Linked DNA regions of Mus musculus: region 2 is linked to region 1. Evidence: chromatin contacts called from public Hi-C data. All regions are on one chromosome and are shown on one strand. Each heading gives the region's core, a stretch centred on a gene start, on an enhancer-like site or on the middle of the called end of the contact. The rest is flanking DNA. Distances are from core to core; before and after follow the strand shown. Region 1 overlaps Ppfia2 (protein tyrosine phosphatase, receptor type, f polypeptide (PTPRF), interacting protein (liprin), alpha 2). Region 2 has its middle 34 kb from the start of Ptprq.

Region 1 (5,849 bases), core at 797-3,296:
CTGCTGAAGCATTAAAAAAAAAAAAAAAGACACTGAAACTGGATCTTAGTGGGTGTGGTGGTTTGAATATGCTTGGTTCATGGGAAGTGACACTATTAGGGTGTATGGCCTTATTAGAGGAGGTGAAGCCTTATTGGAGGAAGTGTGTCACTGTGGGTGGGGTTTAGAGGCCTCCTCCTATGTGCAAGCTCCACTAGATGCTGAAGAGAGACCCTCCTGGATGCCTGCAGGAGACAATTTCTCCTAGCTGAAGTTGGATTAAAATGTAAAGCTCTAAGCTCAGTCTCCAGTATGTCTGCCTTGATGCTACCATGCTTCCTGTCATGATGATAATGGACTAAATGTCTAAAGCTGTAAGCCAGCCCCAATTAAATGTTGTCCTTTATAAGAGTTGCCTTGGACATGGTGTCCCTTCACAGCAATGGAAACCTTAAAACAGTGGGTGATTTAGATGTCATTTTAAAATGCATATATCCAACATGATGTAATTAGGAATGCATGCCTCATCTCGGTTTTCAGAGCATCCAGGTGAGTTAGAACTTATTTTAAACCACTCTTAAGGGAAGAAAACTTGGGTTCAGGGATGCTAAGTCAATGTTTTATTCATTCAGAAAATAAAAAGAAAGGAATATAGTCTCGAGACTGTTTGGCATAATTGCCAGTGCTCTTAGGAGTTGGTTCAATCAGAAGTTGGTTCACTCCTTAATAGCGGTACAATCAGAATTGAAGGAAACATCCAATTCTTTGCACCTAATCAGTTCAATTAAATTAATATTTATTCATGTGAATAGGACATATAATGTAGATAACGCTTTTCAGGGCACGATAATTACATTCCTGATTGTGTACTCTGGAGATATTAGAGGGGATCATTTGCAATAAGACTTTCTACATTAGTTATGAAATGTTAATATTTGTTTCCTCCATTTATTTACGTGTTGTGAATGTCAAGTACAAGGAAGATAATTTGAATATATTATGTAGCCATATAATTTTTGATATCATAGCAGATTCTTAATTTTGTGTCTCATAACCTCTTATTAAGAAAGCTGAACAACGAAGACTTGATTGCTGTCTTTCAGTTGCCTATATTTACAGGCAGAGGTTACGATCTGATACATTTTTAAATAATTTTGCATTAGCAGGTACATTGAAGATGTGCTAGAGGTTATTCCTTCCTAAGCCGCACTTCACGTATTTCTCCTTTAGTTACTGGCATAGAATATACTTATCAAGTTTCATTAACGACATGAAAATGATAACATGACCGGAACAATAGTGATGATCAGACTAAGAGACAAAATTTGACTGGGAAAAAATAAATATAGATCTTTATAAAGCAAATAACAAGGTTTCCAGATAAGTATACCAGGTCCATGCTTCTCAGTGTTCCTATTATTACAAAGACAATAATACTTTTTTTATAATACAGTGATATGGACCTAAAATAATGCTGAAGCCTGTTTCTGAGTATTTTAAGTTCTGAGAAAGAAAAAAACGTTTTCTCTCAGTCTTATATAGCTGATATCCTTGCTTCCAAGTTCCTGAGAATGTATACAAACTTCTACCACCACAACTGCTAATGGTGGCTGTTGAGCTCCAAGCCCATCTTTATCATCTATTTCCCAAGGGAGTCTTAGCTCCTCCCGAAAGCTAGTCTCTTGTGTCGCAGATTCCCCCCTCCTCTGCTCAGTGATCATACTCTACACCTTCGGTTCTTTGCATGCTCTAGCATCATTTTCCCCCTTAGAGGTTTCCCCTTCCATGTGAATGTGTTGTTCCTTCCTCTCTTTTCATTGTTAGCAAATCCTTCACTTACCGGTTTCTTTTTGAGAACTCGTGCTGCAGAGTGATTTTATGTGCCCAGGAAAATAGTGCAGGAAATAAAGCCCTTGTTCTGGAAATGTGCAGAACTGTGTTTGGATCCCTAGAACCCACGTTTATTCTGAGCAGGCAAAGTAGCGTCCTGCATCCCAGTGCTCGAGGAGCGTACAGGGATCCCCCAGAGCAAGCTGAATTGCTAATGGAGCCAAACTGACAAGTTCTGTGCTTAGTGCTTTACGCTGCCTCACTACATACTGCGTAGTGATTGAAACGGACGTGTGCTACCAAACCTTTCTTCTCAGCACGCACACACATGGTCACATGCAACTGCACACAAACACATGTGCTCACATTATTCAGGCCCATCACGTGCTCATAATTACCAAAATTAGTGGCTTATAAATACTGCTTCTAGTTCTCCCAATTCACATTTATATTTGAACCAATAAGGTTCAGCTTTTCTGTGTTGTTCCACCAAAATAACTTCTGTATTTTAATAGCCTATTGCTAATTTTCAGTCCTCCTCATATTTGTTCTCACAGGACTCTTTGAAATTCATTTGACTGCCACCGTCTACTTGATTGACAGGACTTTAAGTACACATCCATCTTATTCTTCTTTTTGTTTTGTTTTTGTTTGTTTGTTTGTTTGTTGAGCCAGGGTTAATCTGTGTAGCCCTGGCTGTCCTGGAACTCACTCTGTAGACCAGGCTGGCCTCGAACTTAGAAATCTGCCTGCCTCTGCCACCCAAGTGCTGGGATTAAAGGCGTGCGTCACTTTCTTGTGCTCCCTGTGTCATCAATTGCTTCTTTACTTTTCATTGCTCAATGTTCAGAGTGTCTTTTCTATGAACACTCATGTCTTTACTGACCTCATCCAGTCTTTTGTTTTCAATTTATATTCAGTTGTGGCTCCAGATTTGTATATTCATCCTCCACTGTGACATTTTTATTTACTGAGTAATAGTACTCTCAAATACAGCCTGCAGAAATCAAAACACTTGGATTTTACCCAATCTCTAAAGCAATCTTTGTCTCATATGATGGCTGTTTTATCCTTCCACAGATTAGCCTGAAATTGTGAATCTCTATTAAGGACAGAAGTCTCTGATTCCTTTCCCCTTTCCATACAATCCACATCTAGTGAGCTAGGAAATTTTGCTTAATTTCATAAAATAAAAATGCATAGTAAATCAGATACAATGACATTTAATAATTATTTTATATGAAGTATGCATTAATTAATAAATTTAGAAACCTATTTTTGTTTCTTATACATCAAGTAAAAATCTTGTCAGATAAATTACTGCCAAATCTTACTTTAATAAGGTACTTGATAATCAAATAGAGTGGATTTTAAATGAAGACTTTACACCATTTTGGCTATGTGATTTTAAATATATTTGATGATTATAATAAAATAACTTTTTATATACACTAGAAAGGAAGAGATGCTTCTTCATGAGGATTTTTTGAGGTCCACACAATGGCATACAAAGTCCTTTGATGAATGTAGGTGTTGACCTATTGCCATTATTCTTAGCTGAGTTAAAAACATGACAGTGATTGGCTTTATCTTCTAAACAAAATTCTTGGGGAAAGTAAAATTAAACAGGAAATGATGTTCTTTCTACCATGGCAACGGTGGCTGTAGATATCATGAAGAATAAGAAAGAAAATGCATGAATAGGGAATTAGTGTAGTCTACAGTTGTTCCAACATTATCCTTGCTTCTATAATATTCTGATCTTTATTCAGCATGAGATGCAGAATAGAATGTTAATTCACTGTGACTGTTGTCTTTATGAACAAAGCTTTATTATTTCATGCTAACACAAAATGACCCAAGTCCTTTCCGCAGGACTGGTAACTATTTTGGCTCTTTCCTTCCTTCCATCGTTTGCATCATTTTCTTATGAAATGGCTTAAAGGAAGTGTTTTTGCATAAAGAAGACAAGAAACTACTTCTTTATTGGATATTTTCTTTATTTGCATTTCAAATGTTATCCCCTTTCCCAGTCCTCCCTGGAAACTCCCTCTCCCACCCCTTCCCTCTGCTTCAATGAGAGTGTTTTCCCACCCACCCACTCATTCTTGCCTCCCCACCCTGGCATTCCCCTACACTGAGGCATCTATTGAGCCTTCATAGGACCAAGGGCCTCTCCTCCCATCACACTTCTCTTATTCAGTGACACTTTCCCCCAATGCTTTGTGGTTGCAGAGAAATGAACTAATCTGTATATATAGGTAAGGAAGTTGATACATATAGATTAGCAAATGCTTGCCTTCCTGTATATATAACACAGCCTATTAAATATCTTAAAGACACTTAGAACTACTACATTTTTAAATTAAAATACAGACTGATATTCAGACTATAGCTAATCTTTTCTTCATTAATTCACCAAAAGCTTGCCTATTCTGTGTGAAGTTGTATCCATACCATATGTGATATGAACATAAAGATACATACTGCTGGATCTGGAAATGGATAAATACCCCAGAGAAAGTGTGAGAAAGGAGAATGAATAGCTAGCTAGCAATAACTTAGGGAGCTATCATAGTCCACATGTACTCAATCAAAATCAGTGTCCATCTGGGCTCCACCACGCACTCCATCTGGCATGATGTACAATAGAGAATAAATACTGGCAAAATTATTTGTTATCATATAGTGCTATGGTGCATATTGTAGCGATATGACATTTTTTTCCTTCCCTTTCCTTCCTCCCCTCCCTCTAGTTCTCTGGTTTTCATCCTTCATTCTTCTCTCATCATGTCCTCTTTTCACCTCTGAGTTTACCACAAACTAACAGAAAATGAGCAGCCAGTTTAATATGTTGTTTAAGTTTCAAAAATTCTCATCACCATAGCAAACTTCTGAGCTTCTTATCCATGTGCATAAATGAATGCGTTAAAGGCAAATGACTACATGAAATGGAATATGTCTTACAACTACTTTTAAAAATGTTTATTTAATTTAATTTATGTACATTTTTATATATGCCCACATGTGGTAGCCCATCCAGAGGCAGAAGAGGGTGTTGGGTTTCTTAGGACGAGAGCTGTGGGCATTAGTAAGCCTACCAGTGTTGGTTCTTGGATCTGAACTCTGAGTCCTCACTGAGCAGCACACACTTTGATTGCTGATCCATCTCTTCACAACTGCTTACAATAGTGGTTCTTAACCTTCCTAATACTACAACCCTTTAATATCTGCCTTATGTTGGTGTGACACCCAACTATAAAATTACTTTTACTGCTACAACATAACTATATTTTTCTACTGTTATGAATTGTATTGTAAATATCTGGTGTTTTCCAATGTTCTTAACAAACCCCTGTGAAAGGGTCTCTCAGCCCTCAGAGGAGTTGCAACATACAGATTGAAAACCACCAATTGAGAAGAAAATTATTTTGAAGTACTGTACAACATCTTTGAGCCGAATCTTCATATTGACAGACTACATAATGACAAGTTCTAAAGTGTTTTAGGACTCTCCTAAGTGCGAGTCTATAATAAGCATGTTAGAATGCCGTGGGATATCCTCCAAGGCAGAATGACATGGGAGATGATTGGGGGAGTCAATTAAAAGCAGTGTTGGAATTCAAAGCTCAGCTTATCAAGTTTTAAGAAACTATTATTTAGATGTATTTCAAATATTTCTTTTACCCTCGACTTCCATGAAACTTCAAGTGTCTGGGACAACTATATTTAAACTTTATAAAGTTCATATTCTTCATTTACTTCTCTCTGTATATATTCAGAATATGTTTTGCAATTGTCTGTGTATTGCAGTTGTAGTGGATTCTTTCATGCTGCTTGGAAAACAATGCTATATATTTTCTACACATAACGTTGTGCTGTGATATAGATTATTTTGCGTATCAGTGTTATACATTTATTTTATGTATGCATGGTACATACACATGGGTGTGCAGGTAAATTCACCTGCAAAATGTCAGGTGTCTTCCTCTGTCGTGCTCTACCTGTTGCTTTGAGACAAAAATCTCTTGCTAAACCAT
Region 2 (6,231 bases), core at 885-3,384, 1.1 Mb after region 1:
GCTATGCCCTTTACCAAATTATGATCTCTTCCCTGCTTACAAATCCCATACTAGTAAGGAGTGGAGACATGTGCCATTTACATGCTCACATAGGTGTGATACCTAACACAGGAAACCATTCTTATGAATTCACCCTGATATTACTATTCCCCTTTAGTGCATCCCCTGTTTTCCCAAATGATAGACTCAAGTCAATTGCATCTTGACTGTTAGTTAATTACTGTCACAGAGACACACTACAAAATGTCTCATCCTTGATAACAGAGTGTCACCAGAGCAGTATGATAATTGATTCACTACCTGGAAAGTCAAGTATGCTTAGTTTAATCAAACACGCATATATTTAGCTTTGAAACTAAAGTATTTGACATCTTTAACCTGTGTGTGCGTGCATGAGAGAGAGAGAGTGTGTCAGAGAGAGAGAGAGAGAGAGAGAGAGAGAGAGAGAGTGTGTTAGTTCAATATTCTGTCTTTTCCATTTAGATAGATTGCTCATCCAGGAGAATGTGGAGACATTAATAAGTACCCGATACATAATGCTCTCTATCTAATAAAATTGGAAGCTTCAGTACTTTCCAACAAATAGGAAAATAATTTGCTTCTAGAAATCATTTTAATTGAATATGAAGAAAGTGTTAGAAATAAAATGAATTACCAGGCAAGTACACAAAATTACATCTCATTGTGCAAAACTATTTAACCTCACTAGATGAACGATGAGAACACCTACACACTGCTCCTGCATTGGAGGTGATCCCTCACATTTTAAAGTGACACCATCATTATGAAAAATATTTCAAATGCTGTTGATAAAATTGAAATTTAGGTAGAAAAAACATGTAAGGATAATTTCAACTCAATTTACTCTAAAAATATTTTCATCCAAGAGCTTGTGTGGCAAGCGATCTTTCATGTTAGATGCTCTTTTTAAAAAAATGTCCACCTGAACTATCAGCTGTAAAATAAGACCCTGTGTCAAAGTCAAAAGAAAGAAAGAAAGAAAGGAAGAAAGAAAGAAAGAAAGAAAGAAAGAAAGAGGGAAAGGGAAGAAAGAAGAAGAAGAAGAAGAAGAAGAAGAAGAAGAAGAAGAAGAAGAAGAAGAAGAAGAAGAAGAAGAAGAAGAAGAAGAAGAAGAAGAAAAGAAGAAGAAGAAGAAGAAGAAGAAGAAGAAGAAGAAGAAGAAGAAGAAGAAGAAGAAGAAGAAGAAGAAGAAGAAAGAGGGGGAGGGAGGGAGGGAGGGAGGGAGGGAGGGAGGGAGGGAGAGAGAGAGAGAGAGAGAGAGAGAGAGAGAGAGAGAGAGAGAGAGAGGCTGAGCTTCACATTCTTATTTCTCAAATTGCAAATGCCCTTTGGTTAAAAACAGGTCCACAGAATCCATTCAAATCAGCACCCTAAAGCAAGTTTCTTCCTACAAAATCCTCTTTGGTTACTATGAAGCAGGTGTTTGCCTTAGAGAAAACACACAGCCAGTTAAAAAGAAACAGCTAACCATCAAATCCTCAAGCCCTTCCACAAAACCGCAAAGCTTTCACACGTCTCACTTAACTGGCCAACTGATGTAAGAGTTTTGTTCTCTGCTTATCCGTCCCCAAGTCTCTGTGTAAATTAGAATGTTCACTACATATGCTACAAGTTGTGGAACGCTGGAGTGCAAACAGCTTGCTGTCCCTTACGGTGCACACTCTGATTATCTGTAAGTCACAGTGTTTACCCCTCTAGTGGATAGAGACAGACTGGTTCTTTTCAAGTACAGTTTTTCTAAATGTCCTGAGTGGAAGGCAAACGGTGAGATGACTAGGAATTTCCATGTATTGATGCCAAGGTGGACAGGAACCCTTCAAGCAGGAAGGAAAGGGCTGAAGGATTAGCTAGTCAAAGCACAAGGCTTGCACACCTGAAATGCTTGCAGCCTTGAGACCCCTCGTCTACCCTGACCCTGACCCTGTGCAGAGGAAGTTCCAGGTCTGCACCATGCACAAAGCACAATCCAGGTCCCACCTACCCGCCACCCCACCCCCCCCCCCAACCCTCCTGCCCCTTCCTCCTGCTCTCAGAGCTCTGGCTCTTCCCTAGTTATTATGCTTTCCCCGCCCACAACGCTGTCTCCCGTTTGAGTGAAAAGTCTCCATGGAGACAAGAAACTGCTGGGGGAGGAGTGGGAGGCAAGTCCCCAAACATCCCAGTGGAATTGTGTTCAGTACTCACAAGGGGAGGGAAGCGGAGGCGATGAAGGACATTACAAGTGAGAGCCTGTCATCTTATAGAAGTTGAAAAAAGAAACAGATCGCGTAGCCTAGCTTACAGTTAATTTTATACAGGTGGCTTTGTAGGTGTAAGCAAGGGAGCAGTAAAATCACCGAATCAGACAGCCCCATGAGTGGAAAGAAAGTTATTTGGGGCAATTCAAAACTGCCATGCTACCTCCCCGGCAAGAATGGTGGGAGAATCTTGGCAGTTGTTAGGGGCTATGTTGCCACGAGAGGAAGGAGAGGAAGAGGGCGTAGTGTGGGCCTTTGATTGGTTGCAAGTTTGTTTGAGTTAGTAGAGAACTAGACGCCCTTTGCAGAGATAGTGGGCATAGGGCAGATATAAAGGCAATTGCTTTCCCTGGCAAACAGAAACCCATTTTACAAGGTTTCTTAGGAATGCCAAGTTAAGTTTATCGGGTCAGAGTCCATCCACCCTGAGCTGGTCCCAACCTGTCATCTGCAATAATGTCAGCTCTGTTGCCATTTGGGGTTTGGGACCTAACAGTATGGAGCCATTGTCTTTTTTTAGCATGGTTGAGAAGTGGCATGCACACGTGTTTTCCCCTACAGCATTTTGGCAAGATTTTAACAACTACTTTTTTCTTCTTCTTCTTCTTCTTCTTCTTCTTCTTCTTCTTCTTCTTCTTCTTCTTCTTCTTCTTCTTCTTCTTCTTCTTCTTCTTCTTTTCTTCTTCTTCTTCTTCTTCTTCTTCTTCTTCTTCTTCTTCTTCTTCTTCTTCTTCTTCTTCTTTTCTTCTTCTTCTTCCTTCTTCCTTCTTCCTTCCTTCTTCCTTCTTCCTTCCTTCTTCCTTCTCCTCCTCCTCCTCCTCCTCCTCCTGTTACCTGCCTTGATTTCAATTTCCCCAATTTTCATCGCAATCACTGCTCAACTTCAATCTTCTATAGTGGAGCCCTGACACGTCACTCACTAAGGGTAACAGACCACCAACTTCTGAACTTCTGCTTTCTAGAACATTGTTCTGCGGTAGGGTAAATGCTGACCTTTTTATTTGTTTATGTCTGTACCTAGACTGGGAGCCCTGAGACAGCAAAAATGATCTGAAATCAGGCAGCTTTACAAAAGAGCCATACTCAGGTTGCTTCATTCCTGGCTGGACAGAGGGTGCTCTGCACCCTTTTCAGTCTTCAAAAAAGCAAATGGTGTTAAAGTCCCATGCTATGAGAACACTTCATTGCTATCAAATTGGTATTTTGGTTCTGATGGCTATAAGCAAATTTGGACGCCGTCAAGTGATCTAAGTAACGTTTCCTATTTATTCTTTAGAATTTCACACATGTACACCGTGTTTTGATCACCTGCACACTCCTGTTCTCCATTCTTTTTTGTATCCATTTGTTCAGCAAATTGTAACATTTTCAATAAGTGATCATTATCATGCTGAAACGAGTCAGTGGCTTTGCTAATCAACAGGCAAAAGTCTTCAATATTCCCTTGCACTTTAGAGAAGCAATAACCATCAAACATAGCAGTCAAAGTGCATAGCCCTTGACAGTGACAGTTGTCTTAGGATATTAACATGTGTGTGAATCTATTCCAGTCATTGACACTTACTCAATATTTACACAGTTATTGAATCTGCATATCATAACCACAAATCATTTCGAAGTATTTTTTGATGATACCTAGGCTTCAAAGCTTTACTGCTATTCTCTGTGTAATGTGAATATCTTAAGGCTTTGCATGATAATTTTCCACAAAGACTCAAAAGCCTTTTAACTTCTATTAAGAGCTTCTTTTCTCCTGCTGGGAACTACAGCCCCAAGATACTGAAACAGTCTTTTCTCCTTTTCAGTGTAAACAAATTGAATAAATCAGTAATTAATTTGAATTCATCTATTAAAATAAACATGTTTACCAGACTGTTTTAATTTAAAAAAAAAAAAAGAGCCTTAAAGATTAAAAATGAGACAGGTATTAAGTTAATGTTTCCCAGGCTGTATCTCTATAGGACGCTATGGAATTACCATGTGAGAAAATAAAGAAAATTAGACAAAAGAAAATTAAAGTGAACCCATAACCAGGTTGAGTTCACTGGCAAACTTGGATCTCTTATGCCACTATAAACAGATATCTTTTGTTTATCATGTGAATTAGCTTATCTGCTCCTGCCTAATAGGAGCACAGGGAGGTGATGAAGGATGAAGGAAACAAACTCTTAAACAGTGTTTGTTGAGAAAAGCTTTGATTTAAACGTAGTACGTGGAAGGCAAATGGTGAGATGACCAGGAGCATCCATGAGTTGGTGCCAACTGAGTCTTTAATTCCACTTCACCCTTAAGGACTTTAAGAGGGAAACCAATAGAAATGTATCTCTCAAGACGTGGGTTAAATATATTAGGATATTCATTTCTAACAGAATGCTGTGGTGGTTTGAATGGGAAATGTCCCCATAGTCTCATGTATCTAAATAATGGCCCTCGGTGGATGGTGCTGCTTGGGGAACCTCAGGTGGTACAACCTTGTTGAATGTCCTGTGTCACTGGGGGCAGATTTCATGGGTTTCTCACCACACCCCACTTCCAGTCTCTTCTCTGTCTGTCCTGTGTTTGTGGTTGAGGAAGTGATCGCTCAGGTTCCTGCTCCTGCCTCCATCCCTACCACTTGCTGCCGAGAGCTTTCTATCCATAATGGACTCTACTGCCCTGAAACCAGATGCCAAAGTAAAGCAATTCTTCCAGGAGTCAAAATAAAGGACTTCTTCCATAAGTCACTTTGGGTCATGGTGTTATAGCAACATAAAAGCAGCCAATACAAATACCATATGGCAAGTATATTTCAGCTCTTGTGAAAATACATGAGCAGGACCACAATGGAGGAGTTAGGGGAAGGACTGAAGGAGCTGAAGGGGTTTGCAATCCCATAGGAAGAATGACAATATCAACCAACTAGACCCTCCCCCCTCCAAAGCTTCCAGTGACTTACACCAACCAAAGGGTACACATGTAGGGACCCGTGGCTCCAGCTGCATATGTAGCAGAGGATTACCTTATCTGGCATCAATGGGAGAGGAGCCTCATGGTCCTGTGGAAGCTTGATGACCCAGGGTAGGAGAATGCTAGGGCAGGGCGCTAAGGCAGGAGTGGGTGGGTGGGTGGGGGAGCACCCTCATAGAACTAGGGGGAGGAGAGAGGAGATGGGAGTTTGTGGGAACTGGGAAGTAAGGGGATAACATTTGAAATGTAAATAAATAAAATAACCAATTTTTCAAAAAGAACGAAAAAATTTAATGGGAGAAAAAAGAAAAATACCAGAAGTTGTTTGAGATAAGGTTCCTGTCTGTAACTCAATCTGGTCTAAAATTCACAATCCTACCTCAACCTCTCATGGACCACCATGGCTGAAAATTTTAAGGGTGAGTGTGTGTGTGTGTGTGTGTGTGTGTGTGTGTGTGTGTGTGTGTGTGGTGTGTGTGTGTGTGTGTGTGTGTGTGTTGTGGTTGTTGTTTGGATCAAACTCTTGGCCCTTGCATGCTAACCAATCATCCTGTCACTGAGGTTTACACACAGACCATGGTTTCTTAAGATTGGCTTCTCACCAGATAGTTCAGGCTGACCGTGAGCCTATTATGTAGCCCTGGTCATGATCCTCCTGTCCTTGGCTTCCCCACTGTGCACCACTACAGACCCAAAAATAGGTTTCTAAGAATTTCAACAACATTTTTTTTAAAAACAAAACCTTTGTCAAGATGAGATAAGACAGGGAGAAAGGAAGGAAAAACATAAACAAAAGACAAAAATGTGTAATTTATGGGAAGAGTACATGAGGATTTGATTTTTGTTCTTCTTCCCAAAATGGCACAGGAAATAGTTTAAAAAATCTTTTTTGATTTAATTTTCTAAAAAAATTGTATCTTACCATAATTCTTTGAACATCAGGAAATAATGTATAAGATATATGTGTATACACTGAATGGAAGAGACTGGAAGGAACTGGTTTGATAGAAGTAAGGTGAAGCAGGTG

Evidence for each region. A called contact is a pair of places that touch in the nucleus more often than the background predicts.
Region 2: a Hi-C map of cerebral cortex shows a contact between it and region 1, with 2.3 times the contacts expected there. The contact joins two enhancer-like sites. A contact is called at or near these places in 8 of 484 Hi-C or Micro-C datasets (cardiomyocytes, cerebral cortex, cochlea and 3 more).

What each region holds. Positions count from the first base shown.
Region 1 is chr10:106,621,490-106,627,338 of GRCm38.p6, forward strand. All of the region lies in intron 3 of Ppfia2 (protein tyrosine phosphatase, receptor type, f polypeptide (PTPRF), interacting protein (liprin), alpha 2), which reads left to right. Among named protein-coding and RNA genes, the nearest start is that of 4930532I03Rik, 22 kb to the left of the region's middle. Within about 2 kb of position 2,047, at least 6 of the 459 cell types and tissues checked have an H3K27ac peak or open chromatin away from gene starts, as enhancers often do. A contact at or near this core is called in cerebral cortex, where this site is marked.
Region 2 is chr10:107,750,462-107,756,692 of GRCm38.p6, forward strand. No RefSeq gene overlaps it. Among named protein-coding and RNA genes, the nearest start is that of Ptprq, 34 kb to the left of the region's middle. Within about 2 kb of position 2,135, at least 36 of the 459 cell types and tissues checked have an H3K27ac peak or open chromatin away from gene starts, as enhancers often do. A contact at or near this core is called in cerebral cortex, where this site is marked.